Linked DNA regions of Columba livia: region 2 is linked to region 1. Evidence: chromatin contacts called from public Hi-C data. All regions are on one chromosome and are shown on one strand. The core of a region is the stretch at or near the end of the contact, and the rest is flanking DNA. Distances in the headings are between cores, read along the strand shown.

Region 1 (6,850 bases), core at 1,687-4,186:
CTGGCCTCGCCGGGAGGTGTGCCCGGCTGCCGGGCGGTGGGGACTGCTCTCCGGACGGGAGGACGCAGGGAGGCGGCAGCCGCGCTCTGCTCCTTATCGGCGGGGCGGGAGGTGGGCGCTGCACTCATCACTGAGCTTTTGTTTGCTAGTGGCGAAGCGATCGCCACTGCCTCGCCCTCCGTGACGGAGCGGGGCTGCGGGGCAGACAAAGCGCCCGGTAGGACAGCGAGGGGCAGAGGGAAAGGGTGCTGCCCGCGAGGCTGTGCGGCATCGCGCAGAGGAGGAGCCGGCAGCACGACCAGGGGAGGACAGGCTCGGCGCGGCCCAAAATAAACAAATTGCTCCCCGCTTTCAGATGCGGGGGGCGGGGGGAAGAGCCACTGCCGGGACGGCCTCCTCCCCGCCGCTTTGTCACGGAGACCCCCCCATGCGGGGCCGTCGGCAGCTGCCGCCCTGTTGGACCCTCCCGCACCGCCGCGCCTCCTCGCGCAGCAGGGGAGGGAGAGAGGGAGGGACGTGCAAGGCTTGTAAACCACACGCTGCCATCGCACCTCCCCTCCCTCTCTCCTCCCCGCCGGTCTCCGCCGCCTATTGTGCGCCCGGCAGACGGCGAAGACCCAGCTGCCCCGTGCCCGCCCCCGAGAGCCAGGCACCCCCGCCCCGGCACGGGGCGGGGGGACACGTCAGGACACACACGCGTTCCCCCCGAGGCGAAGTCGCCCGCTTGCTCCCGCCGGCCCAGGCGAATAGCCCGAGCCGGCGGCGGCACCCACCAGAACGAGTGGCGGCCGCGACCTGCTATAAATAAGGCTCAGACGGAGAGCGGGGCCCGGCTCCCCCCGCACCGCCTTTTATTATTCATCATCGGTGCAGCCTGGGAGTGGGAAACTCCGCTTCCTACTTGCCGCTACGTTCCTACCGGCTCAGCCCCCGCCCCTTTTCCCCCCTCCGCTCCCCGCTAAGCTCCTTAAAACCCAAGGAAACTTTAGGAAGCGATTCAGCTCGAGATGCTGCTCGCGTGGGCAGCCTGGCTCCTGCACGCCGGGGCAGCCGAGGCGAGAAACCTGCCCAACTTTTCCTCCTGCCGTCACCCCAGCTTGCGGAGCTAACTTCCACCTTCCTCCGCGGCGGGATTTAAAAAGGCAGCCAGCAAAGGCGCACGGCTGCCTAGCCGCACGCCTCCCGCGCGGAAAGCCGTCGCAAAACACGCACGCACACAAAACCCTTCTCTGGCTTTCGGCAGCCCGCCCGGCACCGCTCCTTCCCTCTTCCTCCCCCCACGGGCGGCTCTTCCCTTCTGAAAGAGACCGGGAAAAAAGTTTGTCCGCTGCCCCCGCCCCTGCCCTGGAGAAGTTGCAGAAGCCACCCGGCAGCCCCCCGCTCGCCAACCTTGCTCGCGGCCCTGCCACCTCCAAAGTTGAGCCGAGCCCCGTCCCCGGCGGAAAACAACGGTGGCGACCCCCAGCTCATCCCGGCGAGAGACTCGGAGCGGACAGCGACTCCCCCGGCCCGCATCCCCTTACCATGATCAGAGTGTGGTTCCTCTGCTCCGCCGCGGCAGGCTCGGCATCTTGCTGCTGTTTGCTCTGATGCTGCTGCTTGCTACCGCCGGTGCCGGTGCCCGTTTTCTTGGCCCTCTGCTCCAGGGTCCGCTGGTAAAGGCTCACCGTGTCCCTGCGCTCCAGCTCCAGCTGCTCCGCCTGGGCTTGCTGGTACCTGCTCTCGCAGTTGACATGGTGCCGCCGGCAGCCCTCGATGCGCTGCCTCAGCCGCTCCACCACCGTGCTGTGCTTGGGAATGCCGCCGCCGCTGTTAGCATTATTGTTACCGGGAGCAGCGGCAGGAGGACCGTGGGGAGTGCTGTTAACCCCGATACCGGCACCGCCAGCCCCGCTGAGGCTGCTGTTCAGGTTATTGTTGATGCAGATACTGCTGCCATTCGCGGCGGCAGCGGGGGCTGCAAAATCCCCCATCCTCTTCCCCGTGCACACTATTTTGGAAGAACTTTTTATCCTACCCTTCACGCACACACAGTCTCCTCCGGGGTCCTGATGAGATACTTTTTAGAGAACCGGGGGGGGTGGGGGGGGAGGGGGCACCACCATGGATCAGGGAAACAGCGATCCCAAGCAAATGTTTCTCTTTCCCCACAGCCAATCCCTCTCGAGGAGCTCCAAAACATTAAAAAGAATGGGGGGGGGGAGGGAGGGAGGGAAATAAAGAAAGTGCTAAAAGGTTATCACCAGCAACACAACCAACAAACACACACACAAAAAGCACAACAAACTAAGCAGCAGCAATTCGGGTAGCAAACTCCAGGAGATATTCAGACCAGTTCCTTTCCTCCTTTTTCTTTTTTATAATCCATCATTTCAAAATAGGTTCCATGAGATTTCCGGAGATTTTGCCAAAAGTCTTCTCTCCCCATGTATAAAGAGAAACACACGCGCTCCTCCACAAGCACACACATATACATACACACACGTTCACACACACACATCCAAGCACAAGCACACGCTGGGCACACACGGCACACTCACTCGCACTCCCCGGCATCAAAAGACAGGCAAAGCCGCTTTCTTATTGTATTTTCCTTCTAGAAAAAAGTTTTGGTGTTTATGCCGCACCGCGTTCGCAAAGTACTTTGGCTGCTCAGTTGCATTTCGACAGGAACCTAAATAGCAAATCCTCGGGCTGGGGGAAGTAAACACATGAACAATCCGGGCCGAGCTGGAAAAAAAGTAGAGCTCTGAAGTCTTTGCAAAACGCCGAGCTGATACAGCCTAACGCTTTGCTCTGCTTTGCTTGCTGCTGCTCCTCCTGCCACCATCACAATGATCAAATGCTCTCCTCCTCCACCTCCACCTCCTCCTCCTCCATGCCAGCGGAGTGATATCAGGACAGGAGCGCTCAGTAAACACCGCAGCAGCAGCAGCAGCAGCTCCTCCAGGCCGTGAGGCAGACCCGGGGACAAGGTGCAAAACCCGGCACGGACGTCGCCCAGCAGGAGCGGACATGGCGCTTCCCCCGCGGCGACCGCCGCTGCGCTCACGGCCGCCAGCGGCGCGGGGTGTCCGCAGGCGCGGGGCAGCGGCGGGCACGGCTACGCGGAGCGGGGACAGCCACCTGCCGCCCCCGGGACGCCCCGCGCTGGCCTTCGCGGCCCTCCGCTGCGCGCTGGGGCTCCCCGTGCTGCGCCGCCCTCTGCGCGGGGGCAGGCGGCCGCCTTACCCGGCCGGGCGACGGGGCGGCCGCGGTGCGCTGGGCCGGAGCTGGGTGCTGCGGCGTAGCGCGGCGGGCACCTGGGGGCGGGGGGCAGCGCCTGTCCTGAGCCCCGGCTCTCGGGAAGCGCTGAGGCCGGTGCCGCCGGCCGCGGAGGGCCCGGAGCCCGCAGGCGAGCAGCCTGGGGCAGCGCTGCGCGCAGAGCGGAGGGGTCTCGCACCCGGCGGCAGGCTGCACCCCGCGCTGGAGCGGCGTGTGCCGCCGTTTCCATTCTGTGTAAACTGTTGCATAATGAATGCAAACAGAGCGGGGAGCCCTGTGCCTCCCAGACACGGGGCTGAACTTTCTATTTTAAACAACAGCAGAAACATGACACGTTGGGCAGGAACGTTTTTCCAAGCGAACGGTGGCTGCCTCCAGATAGAGCGCGGGTGATTAATGGATCAAGAATAACATCCCAGGAACCTCGCTTTACACCATTTTGCAGACAAACCTATTGCTCACACACTTTTAATTGATTGTTATTTTCTAACTAGTAATATCAACTATTCACTTCCTTTTTTAAAATATACCTACATAAAACAATTTTCTCAGAGACATGCCCTTATTCTCTAACATGCAGCTGGAAATAAAGAAAATTGGGAACTCATACATTAGTCATGAGATCTGATTTAAACCATCATCATTTCTGCCATTGCAGATTAGCATAGGATACTATTTCTAAGCTGACAGTGGTAAAAAGCTGTCTTTGTCTTCTTTAGACGCTCAGCAGTATTAAATTTGGTTATAATTTTATTCCTATTGCAACAATTCCTGACTATGTTGAGATGGAAAATCACAGTGGACAAACAAATTTCAATAATTAGTACTTTCCTTACATTGGGGCTAACAAGCATGTCTCCTCCCCCCCCCCCCCCCTTTAAAACATTTCTTCTGTATTTTGTAGTTTGAGAACTAAAGTGAACCTTCTTACAGTTTTTCATGATCACCAGTTATTACTTCTCATGAAAAAAACAGGGCACAATTACAGTGGGGCTCAAAAGCAGCCTAAGAGCTAGGGGAAACTGCAAATCCTGCATAACTTACAGTACCCCTGTTAACCTGGAGCCAGGGGATGTTGTAAGTTCTTACAGAACTATTCCTCTCCATCTGACTCTACAAGACAACAGTATTATCTGGTCGTATATGAATATATGGGAAAAGATTGAATGCAAGAACTAAGGGGGGAGGGGGAGAAGGAGGAGAGGGATTTCTTGTTTGTTTTTTTTTTTTTGTTTTGAGTGTTTGTTTGTTTTCAATTTAAATGGAAAGTGTCAGTAGGCCAGAAACGCAGACAGCTGCGAATTAGGTTTAACTTCGGAAAAGTATTTTTTGGGTTCCTCCGCAGTGCCCCCTGCAGCCCGCCAGCTTTGCCGACCGACAGCCTTGCTCACAAGGATGTGCAGAGCCGAGGAGCACTGCAGTCCGCAAAAAGACACAAATGTTTCATATACCCACAGAGTCAGAAATACACGTTAAAGCAGTGGGGTTTTCATAGACTGCTTTTTTGGTGCATTTTACAGAAGTTGTCTTCTGTTTTTTAAGTGCATGCTGGATTGTTATAGAATTCCAGCCGATTAAGAATTTAGGATTTTTTTCTCTCTCTCAGCTACGTTCTGCCAGGCTGCACAGCCCAGGGGTGATGATTTGAGTAACAAAGTTTCATACTAGTCAGTGCTTAGTGTTAGAAGTTTTGCAAACAGATCAATCACCTATTTTGTGGGGAAAAAAAAACACAACCAAACAAACAACAAACCAAACATCTGAATACATTCTAAAAATGGCCGAGGTTAAAGCTGAGCAAATGTTTCTATCTAATCTATTTCCCCACTCATTTTAACAGCAAGAGTGATACTTGCATTATTCTATAGTATAATATTTTATAAAATAAAACACTATCCCCTACATCTAAAACAATCAATAGAATCAGCATTTCATTTAAAAAAAAAAGTCAATCATGCTGTTATTTTACAGCTGTCACCTAGCACCTAAGAGCTAACTCAAAATTTTCAACTGACAAGAGAGTTTTCTTTTAAAGCCACGTATTGAATGGCAATTGTGAAATAGCATAATAGAGATAAGATTTCCCAGTTCATTTTTGCACCGCTTTTATTTTAAGGATACTTACACAAACGATTACCAGCTTCTCAAAAACAGTGGCCAAAGTGAGCTGTTTAGGGAAGTATTTAAATTCAATTTCTGTGACAACTCTTCTGCTAAGCTAGTGAGTCTGGATAAATGAAAACAAGAAAAAAACCCCTCAGATTGTAGCCTGGGCAATGCAAGAAATAGATTTAGGCATTGTTCTACTACTGATTATTGTAATTAAAACAGATGTTCTTCATAACCTTGACCAAACAACTCTGTTCTGTCATCAGACACAAGCACAGACTCACTCATGATAGATGTGTGCACTTACATTTTTGACCATGGACTTATGCACAGTCACCTTCTTAAGTAGTAATTTACTTTGCATGCACAAATGTGTGTATTTGCTCTATAACTCCTCCCCCTAGCCTGCACATCAGCTTTGGAAAACTATTTTAACAACTGGAATTCCAAAAGAATCAAATATATCAGAATTCTAAGTGATACAAGGTGAACTTGCTGATGCCAGCAGTTAAACACCAATGCCTACCGATATCAGCTGACAGGACACTAATTACTAGTTACAGGAGATGATTGCTTAGTAAAGGATCTATTCAGTGAGTTACGATTTTGAAAAATTATAAAGTACAGGCCTGGTCTGTGAACAGATATGCAGTATGAAAATACAGCATACGTTCTCAAGATGATTATCATGACAGAGATCTGTCTAATTAGGAAGAATCTATTTTAATGCTAAGATATGAAAGAGCCCAGCTGGGAGAGGAATTTAGAGGAAGACACAGAAACATGACTGTTAAGCTGACAGCAAGTGCAGCCTAAGCATGTTCCAATGACAGCTTCTAAAAAAAAAAAATTCATCTCAGCATTTAATCAATAGTGGTTTCAGAACAAGTACAGCCTTACAGATAATCTAGCTAGTCATATTAGTGGGAGGAGCTCCATAAATAATATAGAAAATATGCCTTTGCAGAGCAACACAGTGAAACCACTTCCCTTTTGTCGGCTGCACGAGGGGTTATCCAGTAGATGGACAACATTAAAAATATCACCATGAGGATAAACATGAATCCCATTCTATTAGAAACAAGACTTTAGTTCCTGGTGCTGTCAGTCAGGTTGGAAACTGGAATTGTTGTGGCAGCAAGTTTCAAACCATCTTGGGCAACAAACAAATTAACCTTCAGAGTGGCTGCCTGGGTAGAAACCTTTCTGAAAGCTCCTACTATAATTAAATGGTTTATGTCTAAATCGATTGATGACATGGTGACACAGGCATCTGCTGGAAGGCAAACCTGGAGTCAACCATGCAGTGTATTCACTGAATATAACTTTGAAAACTAGCTAACAGACACTTTTTGGGTCTGAAAGAAGCGGCTTTCTTACACAACATAAAGGCTTTCAGGAGATTTCTGCTGAAGGTTCTCCTGCATACAGTGCTGTGTGACTGAGCAAATCAGATGTACTTCAGCTACTATAACAA
Region 2 (6,850 bases), core at 1,345-3,844, 52 kb before region 1:
CTAGTGTTTTAACCCTCTTTTCACTAAACCCTCAGTTTAATTTCTGACTCGCAACAGCAGGAAAAACAGCCACTGATCATTTCTATTCTTTCCACTTGTGAGGCTGATTCTGGGCCTTTGAGATCATTTTTATCAGCTCATAAAACACCTGCTTGTTAAAGATCCAAGCTATTTCCTGGAGAAACTTTCAGTCATTGTGGTTGCAGTTGTTTCCAGGACTGGTATGCCACAGCCTCAGGACAGAACTACCTGACCTGGTTTTACACTGTGACTGCCCTGAGAAGGACGGCACGCACGCTGCAAAAAGGGCAAACGTACAACTGAGCAGCACGTCATGCTGCTCTGCTGACTATGAGGCCTCCATAAAGGTGAGGCCCCAGGTATGTGATTGATACTGAAAGGGTAACTTCCTTTGACATCTTGGTTTCATTCCTTGAAAGAGCAGGGGCCACATGATCACACACACATCTGCCCTTGCTGCAGAGGAGCCTGGTTGCTAGGCAGTCTTTGTTTCTACAGAGCAGGGCATGGTTTTGCTTTTCCGTACCCTGCTTGTTGTTACTCAGGGGTGCAGTCATTTTGGAAGAGCTGTTAAGCAAAACCTGGACTGAAATCTCACTGAGATAGAAGCCAGTGGACAACACACCTTATTGGAGTCTTTTTGTCAAAACAGGGTGTCCTGTATATTTGTAGAGGGGGCATCCACACCCAGACAACAAGATGGTGATGACCCAGAAAGAGAAGGCTTCTTACACCCCCAGATTTACACTCTTTCAGCCAAAATATTAAAGACACTTTGTTATGACAAAGGTTTCTGAGCCAGATGCTGCCAAGCTTATGTTTGAATGGACAAAAGTTTACAGTTAATTACCACATAACCTCTTGTGTTCCTGGAACTTCCACAGAACTTCCACATTTGGAAAGGGATCTGGTACCTGGGAACGTGCACACTACTGGAGCAGCCTCAAGCAAGATCATGTCTTGACGTCTCCCTCTAGTGCCTGGCACCAGGGACCAAAGCGCTCCCCAGGACAGCGGGGTGAGGAGGTACAGGGGTGCTCACACAGCCCCTTCTCCCTGTGCCACAGAGCAGAGCCTGTTCCAGACCCAGTTATGCTGTGCTGGAGCCTAGCCCTTCCACGCCTGGGAAAGTGAACTGCCCGCTGAGTCACATTGCCTCTGATCCACGTACTTCCAACCTTCCTCCCGCTCAGTGCAGTGACTCCCAGATCCTTCCCTCCACCTTTCCTCATTCCTGTGATTCTGACAGGTCAAGAGGGGACAGGATTTGGTCCCTCAGTGAGGTACTTGTTACAGAGAAAACTACCCACCAGCAGGAACACACCCAGGAGTACAACCTGAATTTTGCAGGATTCAGAGCAGAATTATGCCCCAGCATTGTGCATTTGTATATAATTTCCACAATTGCAATTCACAGCAGCTTTCTTACTAGAGAACATGGCTGTCACCACTTTAACAACATTCGTTCATCAACCCCTACTGACCTTCATTTGCAATGTCCCTGAGCAAGTATTTACTGCTACCTGTCTGGGGCTGACTCCAAACACCCAGCAGACTATACTGCTGGGATACAGATACCCCTCTCAGAGTTTTTTCACACAGAGTTGTGAACACAGTGCATAATCTTCCCAATAATCTGCACTAAGTAAGGCCTGCTGAGTCACTATCTCAGTTTTTCTGTAGGCATAAATTTTCCCAACCCACCACGAGCACAGTGTAAGCAGTTGTACAGCAGCACAGACCAAAAGAATAACCTTAACACGAAGGAAAGAGGGTGCTTTATCATCAGGGCCTGAATGCCTAAAAACAACGAGGTGCTGAGGACAAGACCATTTTCCCTCACACCCTCCCTGCACGCTAGCTAATCCGGTCAGCCTTACTGCTCCCACCAGCTCTGATGGGGAAGATGGTCAACACCTTGTTGGTTACTGGTACCCTGGGCCATTTGTGCTGCTAGTTAATGGAACCATCATCTCCATATCCTGGATCAGGTGCTATAAATACTTGCACTTTCATCTGCAACTTCAGTTAACAAAGTTCCTCGCAGTGTGAAACTTCAAAGAAATTCTTTATTCTTAAAGTTATAGACAGAGTTGTAAAATCTTCAGCTCACTTCTTTCACTCCTGTGACCATTTGGTTTTGTTATGTAAAAAAGCTTCATTGGGAGAGAGGAGAGAGGAAAGAATACATTTTTAAAAATTAGGAAGATTAATTCTGCCCTTCCTTATTCCACAGCTTTCCCTATAAGAACACAACAGGTTCACACACTTATATAAAAGGCACTTTTTCTTCCTAGGCCATGTCACAAGAGATAGTGTGAGATTGGGGAACAGGCAGCAGAAGCAAAGCTGATCTGACCTTTGCCTATAAACATCTTGGGAGGGGTGGAGGGGGAGCTCAATAAGGTTTTTCCTCCTGTGAAGCTTCAGGCAGCCACAGGAATGTATCTCTAGGAACGGGCTGGCTGGGTAAACTGGATAGAACAAGTTGAGAGCAGTGTTGCAGCTTGCTCTGACGCCATTTCGGAGAGGGAGAGGGAGGGAGGGAGAGTTTCGGCTACAGAGGCAAGCACAGCTGCTGCGGGGCTGCCCCTCGCACCCTCAGCCACTGCAAGGCACGGGGCAAATTCTGGTGGAGTCCGCAGCAGAAAGCAGGGACAGCTACAGAGAGCAGAATGATGGCTTTCTGTTTCTGTAGCTGCGGCACCTCGAATCTGTGCACCGGAGCTGCCTTTGTTGCCAAGGCTTGGCTGCGGTCATGAAGACTGGGCAGGGCTGGGATCAGGCTGAGACTTGAAGCTGTGTCCCTCAATAAGCAGGGCTGGGATAGCAACGTTTCCACTTTCTAATGATAAGTCTTACGAACTTTGTTTAACAGGAAGATCAGCGTGTGGGTGTATTTATGTTGAAATTAACTAAGTTTAATCACATACAGCAAATAGTTGCTTTTTAACAGAGTCTGTTTCCTCCAACGAAAGGACTTGCCTGAACTTGAACATTAATTCAGATTAAGGTAGGATGCCAAACTAAAGCACAACTGTTGATCCTGAAGAACTGCAACTGTGAGTATTCCCCTGTGGAACAAGAATATCTTGATCCAGTTTGGTTTAGCTTAGCTAAACTGGATGACAGTGTCACAGTTCTGAGAGGTCCCCGAAACCATCAGTTCCTTGCATGGCTGAATTCTTATTAACAGAGTTAATTTCTGTGACATATAGTAACTGAAGCAGATTTCTTTTTTTCTTTTGAAGTGGTAAAGAAAAAGGAGATTTTACTACTCTAACATTTTATTGTAGAAGGCCAGATTTACTTTGTTGGAGGTTTGTGTGTGTGTGTGTGGTAGGGTTTTTTTTTTTACTAAAGAACTGCCCACATTGGCGAGTACAGTTGACCTGCTAAGAGAATGCAGTTGTTGCTGAGTTTGGCCAGGCTGGGATGACTGTGCCAGGACAGCAGCTGACATCCACAGCTGTGTTCTGGGATGTTTAACCTCAGCACTTGTTGGCCAGGCGCAAGTGAACATACATACTGCCGATAAGCAGTGTTTTATGGCATGGAGCTCCTTATATAACACTCATTTTATACTGCCATTACTTGACTAACTTCCACAGAAGTATGTTGTAAAACAGAGAAAGTGCAAGGTGAATCAAGTCCAGCAGTTCTGAGAAAGACCCCTGCAACATGTTTTTTCCTCTCAGTCACACTAGAGTAACCCTGGAACACCCCTGTACAACTGGCCCCTGCAGATATGGACTTAAACTGGTACTAATGACTTTCAAGTTGGTCCAGATGTTTAACACACCCTCCAGGAAGATAAATTTATATTCATTCTACAGATCCCATTGATGATACAACCTGATGCACCAAGAATCTAAATGACATGCCGAAACCCATAAAAGCCAGTAGAGAAAAGGTCAGAAATACTGAGTCTCTTATGGAAGACACGAGAACTTATGTGAACTCTATACCGTCAGTTCCATGCACGTGGTGTGCAATTTCAGATAAAGATTTTTCCATGCTTCCCTTCCAGGTTAGATTGTGATTTCTCTCTCAGTAAGTTTAGAAATCCTGGGCCAAACTCTTCCTTGGTGTAATTCCACTTGGACTGATCATATCAGGATGAATTTAGCCCAGCACTTCAAATTATGCTTCATTTATTTCTCAGGTAAATCTGAATATAAATTATGAAATTGAAGAATGAGATAGACCAGAGCTAAGTAACTTGAAGAACAATGTATCTCATCTTTCTAGCTTTAATCAGGCAAAACTTGAACATGAGTTGCACTTAATTAGAAGTTTTTCTTTCCTTTTTAAGACCCACGTTACTCTTTTGTTTGTTTGTTTGTTTGTTTCATGCTTGCTATTCTTACAATTAACATTTATAAGCACTATACTGGAAATACATTAGAGATGAAAAAAATCTTTTTCAGAATGCCTTTTCAGTTGTTTGTGAATTGCCAGCTTCATTGTGATACTACAGTCAACTTCTACTATTAACTTCAGATTCACTACCATAAACAACCAGTTATAACACAGTGATGTGGTGGTTGCAGAACACTGACAGGCAAGTTTGGGCAAGTGCTGTCTCAAAAAAAAAAACACACCAACTTTTACTACTTATTATTACTCTTTGTTTTTCAAAATATAGTTCACAATACTCCATGTTGACTATGTCCCCTTAAATACCATGTTTGTCAGTGTTTTCACCTTCTCTTTTTGTCTTATTTATTCTACATGCTCTGGCTTCACTTTTTCTGTAATGACCACATGCAAAGCTGGGGTTTACTATGTTATCAGAACTGCAAAAATTTAAAGAGGCTTTAAGTATTAGAACTGAATTTTCTTTGCAGTTGTGCAGATATCCTACTGAAAAACACACCAAACTCAAAACAAGCAAACAAAAGCAAAACCCAAAAAACATTCATTAAAAATATTTAGGGACTCCAAAAGAACTGTTCAATTGAGAACCAAAAGGTGCCCTACCACCACTTTTAACTTTTTTTGTTGTTGTTATAATATACACACAGATAACGAACAAATTTGAAATACCCAAGATAGGTATTAAGTTTTTAAGGAATGATGGTGAAAAAACAACTTCTGAAAACTTTTATCCAAGCCATTGAAGTTTCTTTTTGGTGCTATGTAATATTTTTCCCAACCAGTATGACAAAATATACACATGTACAAACTCTCACGTGAAAAAGTGATCTCTGTGGCAATAAAGACGAAAACTGAGACTGCAGGAGGTGAGGCAGTAAACGGGGACAGCAGAACAGAGAAGTGTACTGGGCTAAACATCACTCTCTCCTACAATACAACCCAACAGGTGGCTCCTCAGTCTGAGGCCACATTTGGTTATTTGGGCTGAAGTGGATAAAGCCACATGTGTACACAAACCTCTTCTGGTGCCGTTCCACAGGCAGCCATGGCAGGGACGAACCAGCTCCACTCCAGTGCTCATCCTCTGGGATGGGAAAATGCAGGGCAGAGAGCAGGAAAAGGATTGAGTCAATAACGCTTCTGCTTGGTAGAAGTACACACTACATTCTGGTAGATCAGATTTCATCGCTGCTCTAGTCAACAGAGCCTATTTTCTGCCGTTTCACCTAGACAGAAACCGAAAATGCAGAAACTATATTCCATAGACCCAGAGACAGGCAGCGTGTGCCCTTCCCAGCTCAATAAACAGGGCGCATCATCAAAGGCCCTCTGGAATGGGGCTGAAGTGGTTTAAGCTATTGCTCTTTCTATCAGATTTACATTTCCCACACTAGCTTTCACCTAGTTTATTGCCAGGTGCCTTTCAGCAAAAACGGGAAGTTTTGCTTTGAAGGCCCACTCTAAGAAATCTAGAGGGGCAGTAAAGTTAAAGCAGAAGCCATGGCAACAAAGGGATAAACTGAAGTGACTGCTCCCACAGGAGAAAAAAAATAGCCTGAGAGTAGCTGTCCAATGAGGTTTGCTGCAGGAGCATAAGGAACAGCCTGGGAAGCTGCAGAATATAAAGAATTCCTGCTGTGTTTCCCCCGATGTGTCTCCTTTATATTCAGCAGTGTTCACTAAAACAGTTTCTGAATGCATTAGCTTTTCACATCTGGAGCCACGAGTTCAATCGTTCCTTAGCCTGCAAGTCTCAATTTCTTCCCAAAAGTATATCCATGGACAAGCAGGTATCCAGAGGAACCCCACAGTCAGGGAAAAGAATGCTCCCTAACTTCTAGACAGATGTAATCTTTCTACAAGTTTTCAGCATCTCTCATTTTTTCTTATGAACTGCACCTAAACTGTAAAAATCTTCTAGTTTTTGGAACAACTCTCTTGAGTGCAAGAATGTACAACCACCGAGAAACGTGGATGAATATTTAAGAGATTTGAAGTCACATGTAGGGCACGAAACCTGTTACCAGCTCACCACTATTGAAAAGAGAAGCTCCCACATTCTCTTGCCATCTCCTGGTCCCTCACTTGTCCCAGCTGTAGCTCATAAAGCTTCCTCTGTGTTGCATTGATTCTTGTGGTATCTATTAACAAACCATTTTAATTTCTTAAAAGGGTAGAAAGCAGAGAGGGGGGAAAGAGAAGAAGAGGAAAAAAAAAAAAGGTACCCCTATTTCCAGTGGTTAGGCAGTTTAAAAGAAAAAAAAAAAAGGCACTCCTGAGATGGCCTAATAATTGACTAAAAAAGTGAAAAGGCAGAGACTGGGAAAAGCTAGAAATGGTGGGGAGAGAAACTCACACAAAGAAAAGAAAACAAAACAAACAACAGTTCTTGCCAGATTTTTCAGCCACCCATCCTCGAGCCTTTCAGAGAAGGCTTGAAACCAACAGA

What was found. A called contact is a pair of places that touch in the nucleus more often than the background predicts.
Region 2: a contact with region 1 is called in a Hi-C map of crop, with 2.1 times the contacts expected there. The contact joins the enhancer-like site here to the promoter of MAML3 in region 1. A contact is called at or near these places in 2 of 2 Hi-C or Micro-C datasets (crop and liver).

The regions. Positions count from the first base shown.
Region 1 is chr4:59,504,998-59,511,847 of bColLiv1.pat.W.v2, reverse strand. It overlaps MAML3 (mastermind like transcriptional coactivator 3), which reads right to left and starts at 2,936. Exons shown (of 5, transcript XM_065062014.1): 1 at 1,524-2,936. The coding sequence starts at 1,973. LOC110356966 (a long non-coding RNA gene) reads right to left here. Exons shown (of 4, transcript XR_002410349.2): 4 at 5,358-5,491.
Region 2 is chr4:59,556,590-59,563,439 of bColLiv1.pat.W.v2, reverse strand. All of the region lies in intron 1 of MAML3 (mastermind like transcriptional coactivator 3), which reads right to left. Among named protein-coding and RNA genes, the nearest start is that of MAML3, 51 kb to the right of the region's middle. Within about 2 kb of position 2,594, at least 2 of the 3 cell types and tissues checked have an H3K27ac peak away from gene starts, as active enhancers do.